2 separate regions of the Mus musculus genome follow, and region 2 is linked to region 1. The links are chromatin contacts, called in public Hi-C maps. All regions are on one chromosome and are shown on one strand. The core of a region is the stretch at or near the end of the contact, and the rest is flanking DNA. Distances in the headings are between cores, read along the strand shown. Region 1 holds the start of Utf1 (undifferentiated embryonic cell transcription factor 1). Region 2 overlaps Caly (calcyon neuron-specific vesicular protein).

What was found. Hi-C and Micro-C count contacts between places; a contact is called where the count stands out from the background.
Region 2: a contact with region 1 is called in a Hi-C map of bone marrow-derived macrophages, with 31 read pairs. The contact joins the enhancer-like site here to the promoter of Utf1 in region 1. A contact is called at or near these places in 14 of 39 promoter capture datasets (the 3T3-L1 cell line, the HPC-7 cell line, HPC-7-derived erythroid cells and 9 more), 1 of 15 datasets of contacts at CTCF or cohesin (the NIH/3T3 cell line), 10 of 484 Hi-C or Micro-C datasets (CD8 T cells, the N1E-115 cell line, bone marrow-derived macrophages and 5 more), 17 of 115 datasets of contacts at active chromatin or transcription factors (the NIH/3T3 cell line, bone marrow-derived dendritic cells, bone marrow-derived macrophages and 9 more) and 3 of 9 other capture datasets (adipose tissue, liver and pancreatic islet).

The regions. Positions count from the first base shown.
Region 1 is chr7:139,941,576-139,947,847 of GRCm38.p6, forward strand. Utf1 (undifferentiated embryonic cell transcription factor 1) reads left to right here and starts at 2,281. Exons shown (of 2, transcript NM_009482.2): 1 at 2,281-2,854; 2 at 2,952-3,537. The coding sequence starts at 2,299. The coding sequence ends at 3,415.
Region 2 is chr7:140,075,717-140,081,324 of GRCm38.p6, forward strand. All of the region lies in intron 1 of Caly (calcyon neuron-specific vesicular protein), which reads right to left. Among named protein-coding and RNA genes, the nearest start is that of Caly, 4.0 kb to the right of the region's middle. Within about 2 kb of position 2,190, at least 23 of the 459 cell types and tissues checked have an H3K27ac peak or open chromatin away from gene starts, as enhancers often do. A contact at or near this core is called in bone marrow-derived macrophages, embryonic stem cells, pancreatic cancer cells and 1 more, where this site is marked.

The sequences.
Region 1 (6,272 bases), core at 1,031-3,530:
GCAAAACCCACGCTGAGCCTAACGTCTTTCTTGGCTGAGCAAGGGAACCTCACCTAGGATCTCCAGGTGCTTCAATGGGAAATAAGCTCAGCCTAGTACTGAAAGCCAAACTTCCAGGTCATACCCCATTCTGCATGACATTCACTCTCCTTATCACAGGGACCAGGTCTGGCACCCTCACCTCTAATGCATCTGTCCTCTCCAAAACCAAGACTCTGATGACCACAGCTCATTTCCCTATAGCACCAACTGTGGAGGGGTGAGGAGACGGTTGCCCTACTGTAATCTGTCCACCCCAACCAGTTTCTACTGATTGGCCTGCAGACAAGACAGAGCTGGCCAGTTCCCTTGGCCACCCATTGGGACCTCTCCTGAGCCTCCAGTGTCTCGAAGATATGAAGGAGGTGGGGAGTGGATTACATCTCTGTGTACTCATTCCAGACACAGGAAAGATAGTGACAATAGAGTTACCTGCCTGGTGATAATAAAGAGTTAAAAATGGCGGGGGGCAACCAGTGGCCCAAAAGGCTCAGTGAACCTTACATCTCAGGTCCCGGCCTTGTGCTGAGCCTGGAGCTTAGTCCTGAGCACTGTACCTGAGGGAAGCCTCCAGCACAGATGGAGTTTAACTACCCTAAGACCACTAGACTGAAAGTAAGCTCGAGATGACCACACGGTGTGTTGAATGGACAAAAAGGTCCCACCATCGCCAGCTGCCTGTCCCCAGAGCCACCAGATCCCATCACATGGGGGGCTTGAACCAGGTGATAAACACCTTGAAAACAACAGGCTGTAACTCAGAATACTGTCCCCAGGAAGCTAGGCTTGGAATGGCAAGTAGAGATGACCTGGCCTACCCCAGTCATGAGGAACACAGCCAGTGGTCCTTGGTCTTTGTTCAAGCCCCTAGTCACAAATCACTAAAGAAACAGCCGCTAATCTTTGCGCTACATTGTTGTCTTCGGTCCCACAGCAGGAGACCACCACAGTCCCAGAAGCAAGATGGCAGACTGGTACTCCTTTTGACTTCACTGATCTCTGTAAAACTAGGGCTACTAGGGACTTACTTGCCATCTTTTTAGGATGTTCCTTTTTCTTGTCTTGACTACATTGGCCAAGAATTCTACACTCAGACGAACTTTGAATATCGTTTTCTTAGTCTTAATCTTGAGGGGAAGAGTTGATACTTTGTCACCCTTTGTTAATAGATAGAAAGATTCCTTTTTGTAGTGTGTGTGAACTAAGATTCCAATTTAGCAGCCGCTGATCGCTATCAAATCTAGCACCCAAATGGCCTCCCTAGCTAGATGAGTCAACTAGATACAACATGTATCCATCCATCTTCCAAAGCCCCCAGCCAGAGCAGAATGGAGAGGATGGGTCTACAATTTGCATAGATAAACAACACATTCTGGTGCACTAGCCATACAAGGTGCCAGAGTTTTGTGTTTCTGGAGCTTTTCACAGGCTGTTTATGAGTAGTAACTAATGGGCGAAGCACAAATATAAAAACAAAAACAAACGAGCTGACTCCTCCCATCTGCCCTCTTCACTCGATCTTATTACATTGTACCTTGATTAAATGCTTTTTAAAAATGATTTATTTGGGCCTGGAAAGATGGCTCAGCAGGTAAGAGAGTGCTCTCACCGAAGGTCCTGAGTTCAAATCCCAGCAACCACATGGTGGCTCACAACCACCCGTAATGAGATTTGACGCCCTCTTCTGGTGTGTTTGAAGTCAGCTACAGTGTACTTAGGTATAATAACAAATAAGCCTTATTTTAAAAAGATGTATGTATGTATGTATGTATGTACTTAATATGAGTACATCGCTGTCTTTTGACACACCAGAAGAGGGCATCAGATCCTATTACAGATGGTTGTGAAACACCAGGTGGTTGCTGGGAATTGAACTTAGGACCTCTGGAAGAGCAGTCAGTGCTCTTAACCACTGAGCCATCTCTCTAGCCCTAAATGGTTTTTTGGGTTTTTTTTTTTAGTAAAAAAATTTTTACACGTTCTGTTTTGTGTAGCAGGGCAAAAAAACTCCGTTCTCAGGTCCTGGGTCCCTAAGGAAAGGACTAGAAAGGGGATGGGCTAGAATAAGCAAGGCACAGGCCAAGAGGAACTAGGTAGGCGAGGGGGCGGGGCGGCTAGACGATGGGAGGGTCGCAACGACCAGGTTCAGACGCAGAGGGCGGTGCGGGGTCCTTAGAGCGTGTGTGGGCGGCTCTGGAGGAGCCCTCCTCTCTGGTGAGGCCACGCCTTGGAGTGCACGCACCTCTACCTGGCTCAGGGATGCTGCTTCGTCCCCGGAGGTTGCCCGCTTTTTCTCCGCCGTCGCCAGCTAGCCCCGACGCTGAGCTGCGGTCGGCCGGGGATGTCCCGGTGACTACGTCTGATGCCTTCGCTACTTCGGGCGGGATGGCTGAACCCGGCTCGCCCAAGGCTCCCGTGTCCCCGGACTCGGCGCAGCGCACGCCCTGGAGTGCCCGAGAGACGGAGCTACTTCTGGGCACGCTGCTGCAGCCGGCCATGTGGCGCTCACTACTGCTGGACCGCAGGCAGACTCTGCCTACTTACCGCCGCGTGTCCGCCGCACTGGCCCGTCAGCAAGTTCGGCGCACGCCCGCTCAGTGCCGCCGTCGCTACAAGTTCCTCAAGGACAAACTCCGAGACTCCCAGGGCCAGCCGTCCGGACCCTTCGATAACCAGATCCGCCAACTCATGGGGCTATTGGGGGACGATGGGCCGCCGAGGGTTCGCCGCCGCTCTACTGGCCCTGGACGTCCCCAGCGCCGCGGCCGCTCGTCCCTCTCCGCGTTAGCACCCGCACCTGCACCGGTGGAGCAAGGTAGGAGCAGCCATGTGGGCAAGAAGGGTCTGGGTCTCCTGGGGAGGGGCGGAGCCCTGAGTTGGGATTCCGTACGTTCCGCGCGTTTCTCTCGTAGAGGCCGAGCTGCCGCTGGCTGCGGAAAATGACGAACCTGCCCCTGCGCTCAGATTCAGTTCTTCCACGACGAAGTCTGCAGGTGCCCACCGCATTACCAGCTCTCCTCCTCTTACGAGCACCGACACTCTGCCTCCTGAGCCGGGCCATACCTTCGAATCCTCCCCGACGCCAACCCCCGACCACGACGTGGAGACCCCGAATGAGCCTCCTGGCCTTTCCCAGGGCCGTGCTTCTTCCCCGCAGGTTGCTCCCCAGTCGTTGAATACCGCGTTGCTGCAGACCTTGACGCACTTGGGCGACATCTCAACAGTTCTGGGCCCTCTGCGCGACCAGCTGTCGACCCTGAACCAGCACGTGGAGCATCTACGAGGTTCCTTCGACCAAACCGTTTCTCTGGCGGTGGGGTTCATTCTGGGCAGTGCAGCCTCCGAGCGGGGCATCCTTGGGGACTTGCGCCAATAAAGCTTTGTTATCAGTCCTCTTCTCCAGAAACGACTCCCAGTCTACCCCGACCCCTGTTACTGTCCCCATCCCCATCTCAAACCTAGGTTCTTACCAAAATAAAGATTGTGTTTTCTACTTAATCCTGTGAATGAATTCGGACTCCAGGTCGCGGTAAGAATGGAACCCTAAGGGTAGAGGCTAAAAGACACAGCCCCTCGCCCCACAGTTGTGCATCTTTTCGGTGAAGATTTGGCGGAGTGGTACACAGTTGTTACCTGATGTTTGGGGCACCTGATGTGCGGAACCCCTCCACTGGTCAGCAGTGATTGAAACCCAGGGGCTGGCTGGATAAGGTACGTGGATGGCGGGTAGGCTAAGAAGTAGAAGGGCCTCTCTCAAGGCATTATGCTATTGAGTAAAGTAAAACATCCCTAAAGTTCTCGCCTATCCTGAGTAAAACTCAGTTTGAATACTCTGGGCCGTGTGAACCGGAATAGTCGGGGAGAACTTGGAAGACTTCCTCGGAGGTGTCAGATTTATAGAGAGAGGCTGGGGCCTGGGTATCAACCACTCCAACGGACTTAGCAAAGCCCAGCTGCCCAACTAGAACTTTCAAAGCTGAAATTCCAAGGTCCTCAGGGACTAGAGAGTCAGAGTGGGGGAGGGCTTAGGTGCAGGTAGAGGAAAGGAAGCTGCTGCCGGCACTTCACTAGCATAACAATGACGGCTCATCCTGAGGCTCCAATTTACAAATTCTGGGCCCATCCGGCCCTTACTGCTAACCCAAAGACTAAGTCTTGGCTAAGGGAAGTCCTGAGGAGTTTATCCAGATGGTCCCAAGGTCACAATTCCCCTTCTGAAGACTTGGAATGGACCTTCAGGTACTGACTTGTGGTGTGGACCTCCTGCCAGGTCCTGCGATCCCTTCTGTGAGAGACAAACTTGGAAAGGATCCCACTGTACAGGGAGAATAAGTTGCTAAAACCTTAGAGATGAGCCCACTCTGCAAATGCCTCCCCAGCAAACGCCTGGGAGCCACAGGGCCGGGGCTCCAGATACAGCCCAGGGGCCTCGGAAGTTTTATTTCCCCTAGACAATGACGGTGGTGCAGACCTTTAATTCCAGCACCCAAGAGGCGGTGGGATCTCTAAGTCTGAGACCTGTCTGTCTACAGAGTGAAAGATTGTATTTCCCAGCAAATGTACCCACACTAAGATGGGAATCTTAGTCCTGGAGAAGATGGTCCCAGGGCTTGGAGTAGACTTCACCTGAGGGTATGGGCTGAGCTACTGGAGAGCCCAAGGCGATCACTGCAGGAATCAGTCTCAAACCTGCCTCAGTCTTCAAACTGGGTGGGGGTGGGGGTTGTCTATTTTTAATCGCCTTAAGCATATGAAAAGCTTTGGGGTGTGTGTGTGTGTGTGTGTGTGTGTGTGTGTGTGTGTGTTTGTGTTTACTAGGGCTGATACTTTATCTGACCTGCCTTGCTTTCTGAATTTTTGTTTTAAAACAGAATTTCACTGTGTAGTTCTGTCTGGCCTTCGGTTCACTATGTAGACCAAATTGACCTCAGATTGGCCTGCCTCTTCTCTTGGGTGTTGGTATTAAAGGTGTGAGCCAACACAGTCAATTCAGTGTCTCCTCTCTCTCTCTCTTTCTCTTTCTCTCTCTCTCTCTCTCTCTCTCTCTCTCTCTCTCTCTCTCTCTCTCTCTGTGTGTGTGTGTGTGTGTGTGTGTGTGTGTGTGTGTGTGTGTGTGCCTTAGAACTCATTCTGTAGACCAGACTGGTCTTCAACTCAGAGATCTGTCTGCCTCCCAAGGAGGAACTAAAGACATGGGCCACAATGCCTGACATAACCCAATTACTTCTTAAGTCTTTAAACTTATTTGTCATCATTCTAGTGGGTTTGGGGTTGGCACACCTTTACAGCTAGTGGGCTTATGGAAATGCCCTTAGTTTTATAGCTAGTGGGCTTATGGAAATGACCTTATAAATGCGGTGTTTTATCTTCTCCCTCATCCCAGTGAACTGTGCTTCCTGCTTAGAGTTCTGTGCTGTGTAGCCTGTCAGTATAGAGTCTGTACACCAAGTAGGACAGTGTGGGCAGCCTTCCAGTTTCTGAGCCGAGTGACTAGTCTCACCTAACTGAGTTGTTGAGTACTGACCCTGAGTTAGGAGCAAGCCCCTTTAAGAACCGGGGATGAGCCTTAGGGTGCTCCCCTCTAGTGTTTATTGCACTATCCCTGAGGCAAAGGCTTTGTACGTGAGCCCTCCACTCTGAGGACCAGGCTTTCCTCCTCACTGCTCATGCTGATGGGACCTCTCATCCCATCTAAAATCTGCTCTGAGGGTACCAGCATCCTGCTGCTTCCTCAAGTTTATGTCTGGTGGGATCTGGGCCTCAGTAAAGTCAACTCTCCAATAGTTCCAGTATGGTGTTGATAAAGGAATGCTTATTTGTTTTATAGTTAACGAACCTCACCAGTTTGGGACTCTTTGTCCCAGGAGGAGTTGACTCTGTGGCTTTTATTAAGTTTTTTTTTTTTTTTTTTTTTTTTTTTTGGTTGGGTTGGGTTTTTGGTTGGTTGGTTTTTTTGTTTTGTTTTGTTTCACTGTGATGGAAATAAGAAACAAGATCCTGTTCATGGTGGGCAAGGATCTACAGTGCAACTGTGTCTTCACCTCTGTCCTCCCTAAAATTTAGCAAATGTAAATTATATGCATAGCACTTGCCTGCACCGGGCCCTCAGCTCAAGCCCTAACACCATCAAGTACAGAAATAGATGCTCCACAGCTCTAAGTTCATAATTTCCTGTCTCCTGGTTCTTATTGGTCTGAGTTAATGCTTGGTCTACACATGATTCTCTCAATTAT
Region 2 (5,608 bases), core at 940-3,439, 130 kb after region 1:
TCAGACAACCAGAAGAGGGCATCAGATCCCATGACAGATGGTTGTGAGCCATCAATCATGTGGTTGCTGGGAATCGAACTCAGGTCCTCTAGAAGAGTAGTCAGTGTTCTTAACCGCTGACCCATCTCTCCAGCCCCCAGTATAACCATCTTTAAAAGGAAATACTGTAAACGTATTGTGAAATTCCAGAGAAAGAACAAAGAAGCTCTCATCAACTCCTGAGGCCAACCCCTTCTTCCTCCCTCCCAGCTCCCAAGCACATTCAGAAGGAGGACTTACAAGTCAGTCTCCCCGCCCCCCCCGCCCCTTCCCCCCCTCAATCCCAGACAGTAGAGACCTGTGGTGAAACTTGAGCAGGCTGAGATCAGCAAAATATAAAAAGATCACGGAGGTTGTGTGTATTGCGGGTGCGGAATTTGGTAAGCAGTTCCATGGGGCTGGGGAGATGGTGGCTCAGTTGGTAAAGTGCTTGCTATGCAAGCATGGAGACCTGGCTCAGATCCCCAGTGCCCACACAGAAGCTGGGCCAGTGGCTGGCATCTATAATCCCAGTGTTGGGAGGAAATGGGCAGAGATGTGTGGAATTTGGTGGCTCAATAGCTACCTAGCCAGCATAGCTGAAATGCAGAGGTTGAAGTTCAGTGAGAGACTCTCTCAAAGTAAGGCAGAGAGTGATCGAGGAAAAAAGTAAAATGACCTATGCACACACAGGTGAGTGTACCTGAACACACAGGCACACATCACATACACAGACACACAAACACATACGCACACACAAAAGGTGCCTGGGGGGCAGGCACTGGAGAGATAGTTCAGCAGCTAAGAGCACTTGTTCTTGTAGAGGACTTGAGTTCAGTTCCCAGCACCAATATGGTGGCTCAAAAATGGTCTATAAAGCCAGTTCTGAGGACCTGACAAGTCTCTTCTGACCCCTGCAGACATCAGATACACAAGTGGTTACATACATAGTTACCAGGTTGTTAGCATTTTCCCTAGGCTCTGCCCAACAGTTACCTAGTAACAGCCAGGCTCCTACCTGGCTTGCTTCCTCTCCTCCCCCTCTTCCTCTCTTTCTCTCTCCCCTCTCTGTTGTTCTTTGTCCCCCTCTCTCTACCCCTTCCTCCAGGTCCCAAATAAATTCCTTTTTATATGGCATGGCTTGATTTCTCAGGGGGTTGCCTTGGCACTGGCCACCAAGGCACCCCCCTCACACTGCCGTTTTATAAAACACACATCACAGACAAAACATCCGTTCTGACACATAAAATAAATCTAAATTAAACAAAATAAGAAGGGATTGACAAGATGGCTCAGCAGTTAAAAGCATTTGCTGATTTGACAGAGGACCCGGGTTCAGTTCCTAGCATCTACATAGTGACTCACAATGACCCATAATTCCAGTTGGAGGGTCTCTGTCTCCCTCTTCTGACCTCCACAAGCATCAGGCATGCATGCGGTACTCAGACATACACTCAGGCAAAATGCCTATACAAATAAGAAAAATAAAATAAAATATTTAAAAAAATAAGAAAAACTAGCCAGCGAACACCTTTAATCTCAGCACTCAGGAAGGCAGAGGCAGGTGGATCTCTGAGTTTAAGGCCTGCCTGGTCTATAAAGTGAGTTGTGGACAGCCAAAGCTGTCACAGAGAAATCCTGTCTTGAAAAAAAAAACCTAAATAAATATAAAAATAAGAAAAGCTATCTCCTTTTTACATTAACAGCATAAAGAAGAAAATTATCTAGGCAATTTTAGCAGGAGTCAAAAATATATTTGGGAAGACTTGAAGTTCACTTACAATTTTAAAAATGTGCTTGCACACTGAGGGCAGAGGAAGAAGGATATTCTTAAATTCCAACAAATTTATTGAGTGTAAGTCTTGTTGTTTTGGTTTGTTTGTTTGTTTGTTGTGGTTTGTCGTTTGAGACAGGCTCTCATTATAGCTCAGGCTGGTCTTAAACTCCGGATCTTCGTGCCTCAGACTCCGGAGTCCGGGATTACAGGTGTGCATCATAACACAAACTTGAATTTGGGTTTTCTGTTTTTGAGACCACAGAAATACAGATGGCCTTGTCTGGTCTGGTGGTTTTCGTAAATACACATGGCCCCTTAGGCTCATGTATTTGAATGCTTAGTCACCAGGGAGTGTCACTACTTAAAGAAAAAAAAAAATACTTAGAAGAATTAGGAGGTGTGGCCTTGTTGGAGGAAGTGTGTCCTTGGGTGTGGACTTGGAGGTTTCAAAAGCCCACGCCTAGCAGAGGGTTTCTCTATGGTTGGATCAGGATGTAGCTCCGGGCTACTTCTCCAGCAGTGCGGCATTCCTTGGATAATGCACCAAACCTCTGAATCTGTAATCAAGCCTTCACTTGAATGCCTTTTTAATATAAGAGTTTCCTCGGTTATGGTGTCTCTTCACAGCATCAGAACTGACTAAGACAGCCAGTGAAGTTCCAGAAACGATGGTCCTGAGTGCTCAGTCAGCACAGTTGCACAGGGGCAAAGAAACCAGGCCAGGGGGTTGGAACCTAGTCCTGATTATTCATGGACGAAATCGCTGTTGTGTTTAAATGCAAAAGCAAATCCCGTGTGTGTGTGTGTGTGTGTGTGTGTGTGTGTGTGTAAACATTGAAAGACTCCAGGGTCAGCGAGATGGCTCAGTGGGTGACTGGCTGCCAAGCCGGGCAATCTGAGTTCAGTCCCCAGGACTCCCATGGTGGACCGAGAAAACCGCCTTCTGCAAGGTGTGCTCTGACCTCCACATGTGCAACGTGACATAATTTTACTCACACACAATACATAAGAGCAATACAATATTTAAGGGATGGGAGAAATAATTCAGTGGTTATAAGAACTGATTTTTTTTCTTCCACATCAATATCTAGCACCCACACAGCCGCTCACAGATCTGAAACTCCAGTTCCAGGGAGTCCAATGGCCTCTTCTTCAGGGGCACCGGAAATACATGAGGTGTACACACATACACATATGTAAAACACTAATACATACAAAAAATTTTAAAATGAAAAAGTCCAGTTAAATTTGAGTTTATAGAAAGCAGATGTATTTCTATATGTCAGTGGCAAATGTTTATTTTGATACTTTTAACTATGTGTGTAATTTATTTACTGTTTTCCATAAATGCATGTCTGTGCTTACTTGCACAGGTCAGAAGAGGGCGCTGCTGCCCCGGGAAATGGAGTTTTATTTGCGTCTGTATGTGCAGTTGCCTTCAGAAGCCAGGGCATCACATCCCTGAGCCGAGGCTATAAGGAATTGGGAGCTGCCTGATGCGGGTGCTTGGAATACAACTTAGGTCCCCTCTGCTCTCTACCTCTGAGACTACTCTCCAGCCCCTGTTTTTTTTTGTTCATTTGGTTTTTGGGGGTGTGTTTTGTTTTGTTTTGTTTTGTTTTAAAATAATGTTGGGTTTCACTCTATAGCCCTATACAGTCCAAGGCTGGCCTTGAACTCAATATTCTCTTGCCTCAGCCTCCCCAGATGTGAGCCAGCTAAGATTTCATTTAAATAATTTCAAGCCCCAGGACAGAGATGATGGGCAGTTGCTCCATATGGAAGGCCATGAAATATTGGCGAGGGGAGCAAGGCACATCTGAATCCTCCGTCAGGTAAAGAAGACTATCGTGCAGATTTTGGAGGTCTTTATGCTCTAACATCTCTGACAGTATTTATAGAATCAACAACTCTCAATCAAAATTCCAACAAATTTGTTTATGAACTTAAAACATCAAATTTTTTGTGTTGAAGGCAGAAAGACACAAGATGTTTGGACAAAGGAAGTCCATCTTGCTGGGTATCTGCCCTGAACACAGCAGTGTACACTGGTGGTGTTGATGCTTTGCAGAGGGAAACCCATTTGACATATTCTATGCATTCAGATCTCAGTTAATAGCAGAGAAGCTGCCTGCATCTTAATAATTAAAGTCTGCTTGGAACGGTGAAGCTAATCTGGTCACTACATGCATATTCAAATGCAGATAATGAGCACACACACAATGCACAAGTGAATACAGCAATTTGTTCTAGGTGCATGAACAGGGAAAACCGACACAACAGAGCACTCTAGAGACAGTGCAGAAGCATATTTACAGTCTCAGGAAGAGAAAGATTTCCCCAGCAGTACTCACAGAGGAAAATCTCAATAAAATGACTTTTCATGTTAAAATTAAGAATCCTTGCCTATAAAGACAAGACCTTCAAAGAGGACCTTCAAAGAGGAGAAACAGAAGCCAAAACTGGGAGATAATTGCAGCCCACAAGTGACAACAGGGTTGTTGTGGGTTGAATGATGTCCCCACAAAAAGGACCACAATTTTTAACTCGTAAGTGTCAGTGAAAGAGATGTTTAAGCAGCCCTTACAGTTGTAGTGGAATTAAGATGAGATCACACTAGAATGGGGGGAGATGGGGAGTTATTCCACAGTGGGCACCCTTACAAGAGGATTTGGACATAAGAGGAAGGTTTTCTGCAGATGGTGGCAGGCTGGGGTGATGCAGTGTTATCCAAGACTGCTCAGGACAGCTGAGTCTGGAAGGAGCAAAGGAAGACCCTCTCCTCACCGTTTCAACAGAAACACAGCTCTGGGGAAATCTGGTTTTGGACTTCTTGCCTCCAGGATGGTAAAAGTTGTGGTTATTTTGGACAGACTCCCTCAGAAAGCCAGGAGCCCTCCAGACCTACACGTGACAGAGCCTGAGGAACACAGCGTCAGGGGCAGCTGGGTGCAGAACTTCTCAGGACAAGAAAGTAGAGAAGGAAGGCTGGGTAGGGGATGAGGGAGCGGTGGCTATAAGAGGAGGGAAGGAAGCAGTATCTTCATGCACACCCTCCCTATCTCTGGCAGGCCCTTTAGAACCCGGTCCCTTTGACGCGTGGCATAGGTGACCTAGTGCCTGGCCCAGCCTTAATGGAGTGTCAATAAAGAATTTCCTTATGGGGTGGATCCGGTCCTAGTGAGGCAGCTGGCTCAAGGTTGGCCCTGAGCCCAAGGGGAACCGGACGGCTTAGGGCCCATCCGCTGGGCATTGTGATAGAGATGGATCAGAAATTATAAGGAATATAAACGGCCGGCCAGGTAATACAAGGAGGTAAAAGAACCAGGAAAGAAATCGGAACGGATAGACGATGTCGTCCCAAGCATTCAAGCCTCTACGACAAAAGACCTCTGCCTCCCCAAGAGCTCCGCCTATGGTTGCCTGGGTGATGCAGCGGCCAGGGCTAGTTTACGTCATCTCGGGTTCCCATGGCAACAAAGGCAGGCCTTTCGCTCCCTGTCAAATTTCTAGCCCTCCGTCGTCAGGCAGAACATCGCATCCCAAGAGTGGACAACTCTCACCTTCTCTCAGCACACCAGAAGATTCCATCTAGGATTTTGGGGTTCCCGCTGGGAAGATGATAGGGGTCATAAAGGTTTAGAATTGGGAAGACTTCCTAACATCATCCACGGGTCCTCCCCTCTATCCCACTCTGTCATTTGGTCTCCCGAGAGTTTGTTTTTCATTTTCAGCGCTCTCCGGGGGTGGTGGGGCGGGTATCTCTGATCACGGTCTATGCACCAACAAGACGCTGACGGACAAATATTGGAG